2 separate regions of the Mus musculus genome follow, and region 2 is linked to region 1. Evidence: chromatin contacts called from public Hi-C data. All regions are on one chromosome and are shown on one strand. The core of a region is the stretch at or near the end of the contact, and the rest is flanking DNA. Distances in the headings are between cores, read along the strand shown.

What was found. Hi-C and Micro-C count contacts between places; a contact is called where the count stands out from the background.
Region 2: a contact with region 1 is called in a Hi-C map of bone marrow-derived macrophages, with 24 read pairs. The contact joins two enhancer-like sites. A contact is called at or near these places in 6 of 484 Hi-C or Micro-C datasets (bone marrow-derived macrophages and embryonic stem cells) and 2 of 115 datasets of contacts at active chromatin or transcription factors (bone marrow-derived dendritic cells and bone marrow-derived macrophages).

The regions. Positions count from the first base shown.
Region 1 is chr10:94,341,604-94,348,580 of GRCm38.p6, reverse strand. It overlaps a transcript of Tmcc3 not described here. Among named protein-coding and RNA genes, the nearest start is that of Gm4792, 46 kb to the right of the region's middle. Within about 2 kb of position 3,765, at least 12 of the 459 cell types and tissues checked have an H3K27ac peak or open chromatin away from gene starts, as enhancers often do. A contact at or near this core is called in bone marrow-derived macrophages, where this site is marked.
Region 2 is chr10:94,604,314-94,611,046 of GRCm38.p6, reverse strand. It overlaps Gm32898 (a long non-coding RNA gene), which reads left to right. Exons shown (of 5, transcript XR_001779842.1): 4 at 1-3,359. Among named protein-coding and RNA genes, the nearest start is that of Gm32898, 16 kb to the left of the region's middle. Within about 2 kb of position 5,371, at least 49 of the 459 cell types and tissues checked have an H3K27ac peak or open chromatin away from gene starts, as enhancers often do. A contact at or near this core is called in bone marrow-derived macrophages, where this site is marked.

The DNA of each region.
Region 1 (6,977 bases), core at 2,516-5,015:
TGAGTCTGAGACTATTCTCTGACCCAAGCTAGGACTCACATTTCCTACTTTGGGCATCTAGCAGTGAGAAACAGAGTGGATAATTCTGGACTCACTGCCAGGACAAGACAGAGTCGAGACAGAGAAGCCCCACTGGGTCTCAGAAGATGGCGTCAACCTGGCATCGCTCTCTACAAATCTTCTTTCCTTGTCTTTAGTTCCCACCTCTCCGTTTTGCCTTCCCAGCCTTCCTCTTGCTATGGCTGGGGTATGGTTTATCCCTGGGGGGTTCCTGTGAATGCTTGTTCCTGGTGTGGTGATGTCAGAGGTCACGGTGGGACCTCTTAGAGGTGGGTGCTTACGGCAAGTAAACCAAGTCGTTGTCTCTGCTTTTAGAAATAACGTAGTTCTTATTAGAAAATTGTTATTAACAGAGAAAGCCTGACTTTAGCCTGCTCTTTGGTTCTCGGCCTCATGCTTTCTTCCATGAGCACCTCGGTACCATCTGCCCTTGGCTGCGAGTACCCCAAGGTGGAGGGTCTCCGGGGCTGATGCTACGCTGTTCGGACTTTCAAGCTTCTTAAACTGTGAGCTTCATAACCATCTCTTTATAAAGTGCCCAAGTGCCCAGCCTGGGATATTTTGCTATATCAGTGGCAAATAAAGAAGAGACAGGCCTTAAGCCATGAGCGGTCTCAGGGTCCTCTGGTCTCCTGTAGAGAGCCCTACTCTCCTCAGACCCAGCTGGTGATTGGCTGATTCCTGCAGCACTTCAGCATCTTCCTGCAGCACCCTTCCCGCCTTTTCTTGAGCAGCATGGGGGTGGGGGGTGGGGGCGGGGGGGTGGGGGGGAGGCTCCTTCAGCATGTAAAGAGTAGGCCAGATCACTCACCCAGCTGACCCATCCTGTGCATCCGGAAAATGGGACTGAAAGAGGCCTCTGTGTGGGGGCCTGTCAGAGACTAATGTGATGAAGAGCCTTCCCAACAGCAAGGCACGGTAGGGCTGCTAAAATGAGGCTTTTATCCTCGTGCCAGGCAAAGTGCTGGGGCAGCCACCTGGCAACCATAGAGAAAGGCCAGGTGGGTGAAGGATGCTCAGCCCCGCCCCCAAGCTTGTCTTACTCTCCGGGGCTTATGCCAGCGTCTGCCTCAGGAGGACAGTCGTGTCAGAGACATGGATCCTATTCGTTTATACCACCGTCGGCTATTTGCTTAGCCCAAATGCACTCCTCCTGGTCTGTTCCCCATGTTTGTTCTTTAAAGTGTTAAGAGTCACTTTAGAATTTAGTAAAATGTTACTAAATTTAGTTACATTGCCAATATGGCCGTGGCTCATGCTTTACATGCCTACAGGGATACAGATAAAAATAGGCACACACATAAGATATATACAGATGATTCTCTGTTCATAATGGGGTCATGAACTGATTAACCCATTATGAGGTGATGGTGCATTTAATAACAACTGACCTAACCAGCATCAAATCTTAGCTCAGCACCCCTTCCATGTACCAGAACACTCACATTAGCCTATACTTGGGAAAAGCCACAATACCCATTTATAATGAAGGGGCTCATTGAAAAAAAGGATTCTAAAAAAAAAATATATATATATATGTCAACACAGAAGACTACAGAGTACCCTTAATTATCCTCATGATCAACTGGCTGTCCCGAATACTATTAGTTGCCTACTCAGGGATCCCCACATTTCTGTCTCCCCAGCACTGGAAGTACAGGCCTCCCCCACCACGTCCAGCACGTAGGTGAGGATCGAACTTGGGTCCTTGTGCTTGTGTGGCAGGCACTTTAATGACTGAGCCACCATGCAGCCTCGGAGACAATGTTGTTCCAGTGTCCATTTAATACCCCACCAGCTGTTTCAGGAGGAGCCCTCTCATCAGCAAAGGAAAAGAATGCCAACCCGTCTTTGCTTTGGGCTAAACTGAGGCCATTTTGTTTCTGTATAAGCAACGTTTGTCATAATTCTGGCCAGTAAGACATGAGAAGATTGTCCTTATAAGAGACCCATTTTTCTCCACTCTAGATACAATGATTCGATGAAGGATGTGATGTGTGGAGCTCATGCAGCCATGTTGTGGATAGCAGGCACTAAGCTGAGGTTACCAGCCCACCGTCAAGGTTGACAAGAAAATAAAGAAGCTTCGTGTTCTGTGATCCTGCAGAACTTCAGAATTCTCCAAAACACCCCACATAAGGACAAACCTCAATCTCTTGTTTAAACTGGTTTTATCCAGAGCTTCTCTTCCTTGAAACCAAAGGACAAAGGCCTTTTAAATCTTTTCCTACCAACTGGACTTGCAGGAAGATCCCATCGCTAGAGCCCTTCTGCGGCCCCTGTGTGGGCTTGCATAAAATCTCAAGGTAATTTGGAGAAAAATGTAAAAGATTGAATATTCTAACAGCAAGAAATGTGAGGTGACGTTCCTTCATTCAAATGTTGGATGTGGGGGTGTCCTATGGATTTTGCAATGTTTCTACCCTCCTGGACAGCTCACTTCCCTGTCACAGTCAACAGGCTGTGCCTGGTGTATACTCCGATCAACAGCTCTCCTCATGAATAAACCCACAAGTGGCCTGAGGCCCTGATAATTCTGTGAGCATTATCTACATTTGCTACCCTTTACTGTCGTGTAATGGAATTATCACTAAAAAGCCAAATGTTTTCTTCCTACTATCGGCTATGTTCTTTTATTGTTTTTCTTTTTGAGCTACATAGGCTTATTTAGGTATTCAGATGTTACTCATAATGTTTACCATTTGATGACTTTATACACATATTTAATATATGTGACCACATATCTCCCTGACTTTCATTTTCTATTTTGCAATCTTTGCCTGGACTTTTCCATTTCCTCTTCTGTTGTAGGAACCACCTCACCAACTCCATGGTACTCTCCTCACTCTGCTACATAGCCCTGGCTGATCTGTTGTGTTGAACTTGGGCCTTGCTTGCTTGCTTGTTTTTCTTTCTTTTGACCAGAAACCACTTTGTGTCGTCAAATGGTGTCCTACTAAAAAAGTAAGAAAACTCTTTTTTTTTGTTTTGTTTTGTGTTTTTTGTTTCGAGACAGGGTTTCTCTGTGTAGCCCTGGCTGTCCTGGAACTCACTCTGCAGCCCAGGCTGACCTTGAACTCAGAAATTCACCTGCCTCTGCCTCTGCCTCCCAAGTGCTGGGATTAAAGGCGTGCGCCACCTCCTGCGGTTTCTGAACATTTCGGCATGTGTCTGCTACCTGTTTTCCACAGTGATGCTGCAGAGAAAGCGATCAGAGAACCTCACTAGTGCCCCGACAGCAAACGCACAGGGGTCTGGGTGGTCAGTTAGGGGGTCTCTGCTGGCCTTGGCTGGGGTTACTCACACCCTCACGTGACCACCAGTCTGGTGTCAGCTGATTGACTGTTGGATTTAGAGATCTTGGCCAGGAAATCCTGGGTCATGGCAGCTTTCCTTTGAGACTGTTTTCTCACGGCAATGGCGGGCAGGCAAAAGGACAGACAGAAGCATGCAGTGCCTGCTGAAGCCTCAACATGGAATGGCCAAACATCCTTTTTGACCGAATATTAAGCCACAATGGGTGAGGCTTGAAGGGTGAAGCCAGAAACCGGAGAGAAGTGGTACTGGTATCTATCTCTTCATCTTCAACCAGTCCTGTCTGCCTCCAGGACCAGGCATCCTTCTCCCCGCCCCCCCTGCCCCGCCCCGCCCCGCCCCGCCACCTCCAAGCACTTCCCATCCTGAGAGGCAGTGCTGCCCTTCTAAGCCCAATACGGAAGTGGCTGGACGTTCAAGTCAGAGTAGGGACCAAGAACTTCTCAGCAAGCTGCCAAGAATCTCCCAGGTGGAAACACCACAGCAGACCACAGAGGCCTGTGTGCGCATACCGTGGACGTCATCAGCAGGGAGTGACCACTGGGGAACATACTCCAGATATCTCTGCACTTAGTGGGTAAGAAACAGAAAAATAAAGGGCCGGACTGCGCAGAGTAGCAGTCACTGCGCATAGTAGCAGTCACCAGCAGCACAGCCCCCCAACCCCCGGAACTTTCATGTTTGTGCATTGGTCAAGTTAACTTGCAGGTGGGCTGTCTGAAAATCAGAAGGAAAGATAGCAGCAGAAAAACTTGAAACTCTGCCCTGGGAGAGGGGCGTTCCACCACGAAAGACGATCAAAGGCTGACAGAGAACTGTTATTCTGTCAAAACACCCCCACGAAGGGGAAACAACTATGTATATTTCTTAGGGCAGGGCAGCCTCACCTGTGATTGAAAAATGATTCAGGTCGATTTCAAGCAATTGAGTAAATTTTCTCGTGCTAGACGTTAGAGTGATTTCACTCGTTTTAGCTCTTTAAAAAAGATTTTCAGTTTAATTCCGCATGGATTGATTCATGCGTGTGCACCAGATTCATAAGCTACAAAATAATATGAAGTAAAAATCAATGTCCCAGCACCCCCCTCAGTCCCTCAGCCAGACTCCTCAGTGACACTCACCATTGACAGATAACCTATAGTTACACAGGGCACAAGCGCATCCTATACGTACACGGGACACAATATGCATGTATGGGTGTGTGTGCATACACAAACTTGCTAGTCTTTTGTTTGTTTGTTTTTTAGTTTTTCGAGACAGGGTTTCCCTGTATAGCCCTGGCTATCCTGGAACTCAGAAATCCGCCTGCCGCTGCCTCCCAAGTGCTGGGATTAAAGGCATGTGACACCACGCCCAGCCTTGCTAGTCTTTTAAAGCTAGTAAATACTACTATGCTAAAAAAATTTTTTCTTCACACCTCCCCAGATTCACACATTTTTATAGTGCTGGCTGGCATCAACACCAAAGCTTCACAGGCTCTTGGCAAGCACTTAGCCACCAAACCAGCAAACCTCTCCTGTTTCCTGCCTCTGGAGAGGCTATGCCGGCAGCTGCCGGGAATTTTTAAAAGGCTAAGTCATACTGTTTGTGGATAATCTATTATTCGATCAGTTCCTATAGGTGAGTGTCCAGTTAGCTCTTGGTATGTTGCTATTTCAGGTAAGCTATAAGCATATCTGCAGGATAAATTCCCGAAAGCAGAATCGGTCAGACGGGATAACTGCATCTGTACCATTAACATCGTCAGCCCAAAGCACCTTCCAGAGACCTGGACCACAGTCAACTATTTATCACTATAATCCACGGGCTAAACTTAACCCATGTTTCTTTTTGTTTTGTTTTTAACGTTTCTAGGGAAATGTTTAAAGAAATAAAAGAAGACTGACCTGGGATGTAGCTCAGTGTTAGATCACTGGCCTAGTGTATTCGAGGCTCTGGATACAGGGTGTCCTCATTTCAGATTGGGTGACAGATAACAAGGGGAGGTTTGATGGCAGCCACACTAAGCCAGAGCATGTCCCCAGCAATGATGTGGGACACCCATCTCCCACTTCCCTTCTCAGCTTTGTCTAACTTAAGACACAAAGCGATGCTTCAGGCTTTGTCTAAGCTGAAGGGAATGAGGCATCTATGATGCTGATATGGAGGTACCATGATTTCTCTGGGTGAAAATACAGCCAGTTCCGGGACACAAATATAAACTGACACTTGAATTTCTCGCCTCACAGTCACAAGTGGAAAGAAAAGGCTAAAATCCCCAACTGTTAGAACTGGATAGAATTTTAAAGGTTATTTGGTCTGAGAGTTATGGGCAGATTTTTTTTAATCTACCGTTAAAATTTAAAAAACAAAACAAAAAAAACTTAAAGGATTACAACAATATCTCCACCTTTTTTTTTTGCCAACTAAAGTCATTAAAAAAAATAAAAGCAATCCAACCACCATCTACTTATTATTATTTAATAAAAGGATGAAACATAAAAAGCAGAGAGGACCTAATATTAGAAAACAGGAGAGTCTGTTAAATTGAACACATTTAGCACCGTGCAATGCTAACCACATATTTGTTTCCTTTTGATGATTTTTGCTTCAGACTGAGGAAAAAATCGGCATGGAAGCCATGTTGGGAGCCAACCTCACCATTTTCTAAACAACTCAAACCGTGTATCCAAATCACAGACCGTGATTCAATTCTGATGGCCATGCCAAACCTGGAACCAGACCAGTGCCTCCTAGCCTTGGGACCTTTCCAGAGTGGTTACACTCCTCCCTGCGACCCTTGAGAGTGGTCACACTTCTCTGCATTCCCAGAACAAATGGATAGGACTAGGCTCAGATCTCTCCCTTTCCTGCCTCACGGTTACTGGGGCATAATCTGATTCGTTTGCTTCTCATCCAAAACATGTGTTTTCATCGCTTGGGTGTCAGGAACAAAGCAAAAACAAAACAGAGGACCCAGGGGATGGCTTGGTGGGGAAACCTCTTGCTGCGTGTGCATAAGGATCAGGGTTTGGTCCCTAGGACTCATGGAAAGCTGGGAACTGTCTTAGCTACATTTCTGTTGCTGTGATATAAAATACCCTGATGTAAGCTGAGTCTATTATAGCAGGGGAGGCACAGCACCAGGCAGAGAAAGCACTACATCAGGAGGAAAAAGCTGGCTTCTTCATCCCCGCTCAGACAGCAGAACAAGGGAGCCGGAAGTGAGCCGAGACTATAAAACCTTACAGCCTGCCTCCTGGGACACACATCATCCAGCAAGGCTCTCCCTCCCAAAAGTTCCCTGGGCTCCCCAAACAGCATCTCTGACTGGGGAGTAAGCATCCAGATGCAGGAGCCTATATGGGACCTAAGAATTCATCTCTGGCTCCCCTGAATATCAGAGCCAAGAAATTCTCAGCAGCCTCGACCATGGAGCCGAAAGGCGATGACAGTCGCAAGCCTTTGCTCTTTCGGAGCTTTTCTGTATACCACGTGGTTCCCTTGCTGCGCGGCTCACCCACGTCCTGGGTATAGCGGCCAGTTTCGCTTGCTTCACGTGCTACACGGGCGTCTAACTTATTCAGGTACAAGCTCTTCAGCCTCACCACTCAGATGTCCTG
Region 2 (6,733 bases), core at 4,122-6,621, 260 kb before region 1:
AAAGTTCTTCAGTGTTCTTCAGAAAAGTCACTCGGAGCAGGTCACAGACAGCTTTCCAAATATTAGCTCACACACATATCCATGCACACACACACATACACATAAACACACACATACATGTACTCACTAACCCATACTCAGTCACCAAATCCACATACAAGCACACACATTTGTGTACATGCACACATAGAGACAGGCACACACAGACACACATAGACATACACACAGACCTGCACAGACATACATACACACTGACACACATAGACACACACACACAATCACACATGCATGCTCACTAACCCATACTCACTCACATGCACATACAACCACACACATTTACATATATGCACATAGACATACACAGATACATACATACTCACGCTCACAAACCCACAGACACACGTGCAAACACACACAGATATACAAGCTTACACACACAGATACATACTTACACACAGACACACACTCACAGACACACAGATATATACATACAGACATACACACAAAGACACACACACACACACACACACACACCCCTATGTGTTAGAAAGGACCATGAAATCCTCAGAGTCTCAGCTCTGAGAGGAGATACCATGTAGTTTCAGGCAGGACACTGGAAACTCAGAGAATTCATCCTGGCAAGAATGAGGAGTCATGCTCAGAGAGCAGAGTGGGAAAGGGGCCCATGAGATGGGGTTTCACATTTGTCCAGGGTAATGAGCGGTGCTGAGCATGCTCACACAGAGAGTGTCAGGACTGGATTCGATCTCGAGATAAATCATTGAAAACTGGCACCCAAGAGCTGAGGGGAGGGCTCACAATAAAGTGCCTGCCAGGCGAGTGTGAACACTTGAGTTTCATCCCCAGCACCCACGTCAAATACATAAACAAACAAACAGCTCAGCAGGGCATGCTTGGTGAGTGGAGACAGGACTTCTCAGGGCTCTCTGGCCACATGATCCAGCTGAATTGGCAAAATCAAGGTTCACTGAGAGTCTGTCTCTAAAGAATAAGGTAGAGAGTATAGAAGGAGATAACCCAATATTGACTTCTGAACTCTACATACATGTATGTATACATGTGTGCATGTGTGGGTACTCATGCACAAGAGCATGTGTGCACACACACATGCATGCATGCACATATACACACTCATAAAAGAAAGGAAAAAAAAGAGAAAAGAAAAAGAAATCCTGGAAAGTGACAGGGGCTACTGATAAGACCCTGGAGAAGGCAGAAGGCCCTTTGCACAGCCCTACAGGGTTCCCATGCCTCTGTCTGGACACTGAGGAGCTTAGGATGAGAGCAGGAGCTGCTGTAGCCTTGGAGGGTTCAGGGAGGGATGGGATGCTGTGGCCCGTCAGAGCAGGTGGCCGGGAATCTGCTTCATTGTGGTGCGTACACACCCTGAGAATGGGGGCAAATCTTAGCTGCACCCAGTCAAGCTGACTGACCACAGGGCCAGCCTGGGTCCCTTGGCCCTTTCTCTAACCATTTCCAGGTTACCATCAGCCAATGGAGGCCTGGCTGAGGTCCCATCATCAAACCCACTGTGCTCTCTGGAGCCGCCTGGAGGAAATATCTAGAACTTCAGCTTGAACGATTCCAGACAAGGTACCAAGTACTCAGTAACCCATGGCAACCCCTAGAGGCTGCTAGAGCCTCAGCAATGAGGAGCTGTATCCCAAGGAACCTGCCAGTTCCCCTGAGATGGCCCAAGCTTGGTGATCTTAGGATGACCTTCAACAGTCTACATGCCACGGGAGGCTCGTGACAACAGTGTCAGAAGGGGACAGTGTCTACCCCTCTCACACTTCCCATGGTGAGAGCCATGGTAGAAGGAATGGTACGAACAAAGGCGTAACTTCTCCAGTAGCCAACGGCTGTGGAGATCCCTCCATGTGCTTACGTAGTATACCCAGTTTTTAGCATGGAGTCCCTAAACTGCAAGTTCAGAAGTCACTAACCAGCTGTGATGGGTAAAGTCTCTTCAGGCCTGGACAATACTATCAGTAGGTCTCCCTTGGGGCAGCTTGGGTAAAGGTAGAGGGAAGAATGTCTTTTGGTTACCTCGTGGTTATTAATCTGGGAGATTCTGGGTGGTTGGTTCCAGGGTTTTGTACTTGATGATAGCGGCTCAATTCTTTTTTCTAAACCTTGATCATTGGTAAAGACACCAGGATCCTATAGGGCTGCCACCAGTTGGACTCAAATCAGTCTATACTTCTTAACATAGGTGGGGCACTTTCAAAGGACCCTGTCACTTACATGAACCTCCAGGACCTCTAGCCTCTTCCTTGTCTAAACCTTGGCTTTCTGCCTCCTTTGTAAGTGGCTAGCAGTCAGACACTGGAAACAGACAGCTTTAGCCAAGCCCTTGTGAGCTTCTTAGCTCCATTATCATACCTACACCCTGGACTTTGAACCTCAGCAAGTGGAGTTCATCATGTTTCTTAGGAGATAGGGCAACCAATTAAGGGTTCCACGGGTCTTGAGTAGGGCTCCTAGTGGGTCTCTGAAGGTAGGGATGGGTGGAATGGAGGCCATAAGACACCAGTTAACTAACTGACTCTGGATGCCAAAGTTTTTAAGTTCAGACTCCATTTTAGAGAGCCTGGCCTAAGTTTGAACTCCACTGGTCTCCAAGTTGCCCCCGCAACAAAACCTGGGCCTAGCTTCAGTCTCTAGGCTAATCCCCAACAAGACCAGCGTTTCCAGGTTACACTTTCAACAAGACCAGTATCTCCAGGTTGTTCCCTCAACAAACCTGCATGCCCAGGTTACAAGTCCACTCCTTGCCTAACGATCACCAATGCAGAGGGGAACAGAAGTTAAGTTTATGATATGACTCCCAGCACCAGCCAATTATGTTAAAGGCCACAGGAGCTTTCCAATTTGATGCTTGCACACATCTTCCCTGCTTGTGTTTACTATAAAGCCTTGCCCCGATAGACATTTGGGGCTTCCCCACCACCAGAACTGCCATGCGTGTCGGTAGTGAGCTGAGGGGCCTGAGCTAGCTTGAATAGAGTAAAGACCCTGCTGTAAGTTGCATCCAATCATCTCCTGTCTGTTTTTTGGGGGGGATTACTAATATTTCCCTGGCACAACACCTCCAGGAGAGAAAGAAGGACCCTCGTCCCCGAGCCTCATGCATGGTCTTTATATTTTACTTGTGAGCTAGCATTTAACCATCTATTCTCTGAGTCCTGCTTACATTCTAACTCTCACTCTCAGGGTCAAAGCAGTGCGTACTGGGGAAACTGGACATCTGTTCCCCTTATCCACCCCACAGAGCCCTTCCTCCCTCATCGTTACTCAAAACAAGCAACGAAGCTACAGGGACCTGTGAGAGAAAGGTATTTTTGACTTGGAGGTGTTTGGGGGTGACCATTCTAAAATTCCTCCCGAAAAATTATTGGAAGCACCGATTTATATCACAAAACAAAGATGTTGGGGATGTAGCTTAGTGGTAAGAACTTGCTTAATATGCCCCAGTATAATAATAATAATAATAGCAGTCATAATGATGATGATAATAACAATAACAGTAATAATCCAAAAAAGATAAATGAAGATGGATCTTGTTCAAACAGATGGGCATAATATCAGTTGAACATGTCATAGGGAACAAAAACAAAAATGCTAAATAATTAATAATTTGTCTTTCCCACTAAAATATGTCCCTTGCACTAAAATAGCTGCCTTGAGGTTGACACATCAACATGTCATAGATTTGTTCCGACTGTTTTCTCCTTCATCCCTTCGGTAGCAGATGTTTTGTGATGCAATTAGCCAGGGCTTATGTAGGACAGACATTTCTGTGACCTCATCATGGCACTGGCAGGTGATTGGCAGCACTGATTCAGCTGCTCTATGGGGCTGATAGGCAAGTGGCTTCTGTCGGTCTTCCCACTGCCATCCCCAGAACATGGGTTTTATTATTTTAGCCGTGACAGCTGTTATCTTTCGGTGGCAACGTGGCTAGCATGGTGGCAGGCATTATACTCACACAGGAAGAGGACCAGAACAGACAGGCACTGGTTTGGAACCACTCAAGAGAGAGTGGAAACAGGGCAAACATAGTGTGGCCAAGATGGCGAGTGGCAGTTCTGAGATGTAATTGGGAGGTAGTACTGACTGGGTCTGAGGTGGGCAATGGTGAGGGCTCCAGCTTCCAGTCTGGATAGGTGGAGGTATACGAAAACACCAGAGGTAAGGGGAAAGACTTTGATGTTTTCAGCCTAAGGCTATGCATGGCAGAGATGTTATACAGAAATTAGAAGTATGGAGTTGAGTAACTGCACACCACTTTAATCCCCAAATTCAGTAAGCAGAGGCAGGGGCATCTCTGTGAGTTCCAGGCTGGGAACCAGTCAGCCTGGTCTACACATTGAGTTCCAGGATAGCCGGGGCTACATTGACCCTGGAGAAAAGAGATGAGTGCTAATGATGAATTTATGTTTGGGTATCTGTCACACAGGCTGCTGCCGAATGCAAGGAGAGCTGGTGTAGAAAGCATATGCGGGGGTGGGGGCGGGGGTAGGGTGGGGGCTGGAGGGGCAGCTCACTTTGAAAAGGACGCTTCATGCAAGCAGGAGGACCTGAGTTTGGATCCCCAGAACCCACCCAGAAGCTGGACATGGCATCACACTTCTGTGACCCCAATGCAGGGACAGAGAGCCCTGGAGCCCAGGGGATGGCCAGTCTAGCCCAATTGCCCCAGCTTCAGTGAGGGAACTTGTCTCAAAAATAAAAATAAGTCAGTAAGTACGTGGGAGGCAGAGGCAGACAGATCTCTAAGTTCGAGGCTAGTCTGATCTATGAAGTGAGTTCCAGGACAGCCAGGGCTACATAGAGAAACCCTGTCTCAAAAAAAATCATGATGATGATGATGGTGGTGGTGGTGGTGGTGATGACAAAGATGATGGAGGGAAAGGAGGAGGAGGAGAAGAAGATAAAGATGGAGAATGATATCTAATATTTATCTCTGGCATCTCCTCTCTCTCTCTCTCTCTCTCTCTCTCTCTCTCTCTCTCTCTCTCTCACACACACACACACACACACACACACACACACACACACACACACACTGTAATGGAGTTGAGAGAGTCACAGAACCCTGAAGAGGGATGGAGAGGTAGGAGACCCAGAAAGGAAGCTCCCTGTGAGGGGACAAACAAGATCTCAAGGGGCAAGAAGAAGCCAGCAGCATCAACTGATTTAGAAATCAAAGTACATAGTTTGTGAAACACCGTACCCACTCAAGCAGTGAGGTGACTGATGATCTCATTGGGATCAGTTCATGGGTGGAGACACCATTTTAGTTTATAGTGGCTCGAAGTGTCTTAGGAAATAAGGAAGTGAAAATGTTCTAGAGATGTGTTGCAGGGCGGGGTGCTTATGTGACCCAGCTCTGGTCCAAGGTCACAGGTTGGTTTTGGGGAGGGACTTCCTTCTCTCTCTGTAATAAGTACAGAGAGAGCAGCAGCTGCAATTATGTGTTTGGGTGAGCTAGGATGCACAACCTAGATCTGGGGTGACCATCTCGTAGCCAGGCTGGGCAAACATTGCCATGGCGTGGCCAGGTTGGGAAACACTGCTGCTATGAGGCCAGTGGAGAAAAGGATGGATACAGATGAGCTTGGCCCTCGCCTCAGTGAAATAGGGCTTCACCAGGTCTGAAGGTTCAACGTGGGGAGAAGCACAGATCCCCACGCTTACTCCATGTTGACTCTAAGAGGAACGGCTGTACTGACAACAGCTCACAAGCTGTCCACAGTCAACCTGCTGCTGCTGTCTCTCTCATCCCTGGGAACTCCCCAGGACATAAAACACACCTGGACAAAAACTCTGCCAGATCCATGACTTCATCTTGGGAAACAGGCTGAGATCACTTTTGGTAGTAAACACAGACACAGTTCTTGGAGTTTAAAATGGCCAAGCCTTGAGGGCGTGATGGTCCAAGCTTTCGATCCCAGCATTTTAGAGAGTGAGCAGTGTGAGTTTGAGGCCAACCTGGTCTACAGAGTAGGTTCCAGGCCAACCAGAACCACATAATGGGACTCTGTCTCAATAAAATAAAATAGCCCAAGGTGAATAAAACAAACAAACAAACAAGCAAACAGACAAACCCAGAAAACCCATGGACCTGATATTGCATCTAATCTCCCAACTACCACCAGGTCTATGTCCAGCTCACGGATGAGGTAGAGGGACCAATGGCTGACTTCTCAGCTTGGCAGCATGTTCTTCTCTTCTTGCTTTCCAATTCTTCCCTGATGAGTCTGCTTGGTCGGGGATTTGGGGTGGTAAAGGACAAGCAATGGGCTAACATGGGAACTCCTGTTGCTGGCCTCAGCTTACTAATCTCCACAGACAAAAGAGCTGGCTTCTCACGGTGCCCCTGGGAGACTCCTATTCCACTGTCACTTTAGGAGATTCTTCCTTGCAGTCTTTTGACTGGGTTAAGGTGTTACACATATCCTGGGGGCTCATCCCTAAGCCTCATGGAGATGCCCTGTCCTTTGGCTTCCTGCTACTGGGATCCCCCTACCCTACCCTCATATACCCATTGAGTGTACATCCCAACTCAACCCCCAAGACGTTTCTCCTATGTGGTCCACATCTGTCCAGAAGAAAACACTAGACATTCCAGAGACTGTCCCACACACCTTCTTTCTGCCAGGTCCATGATTGTACAAGTGGCTTGAATTCTCACCTGCTAGTCCAG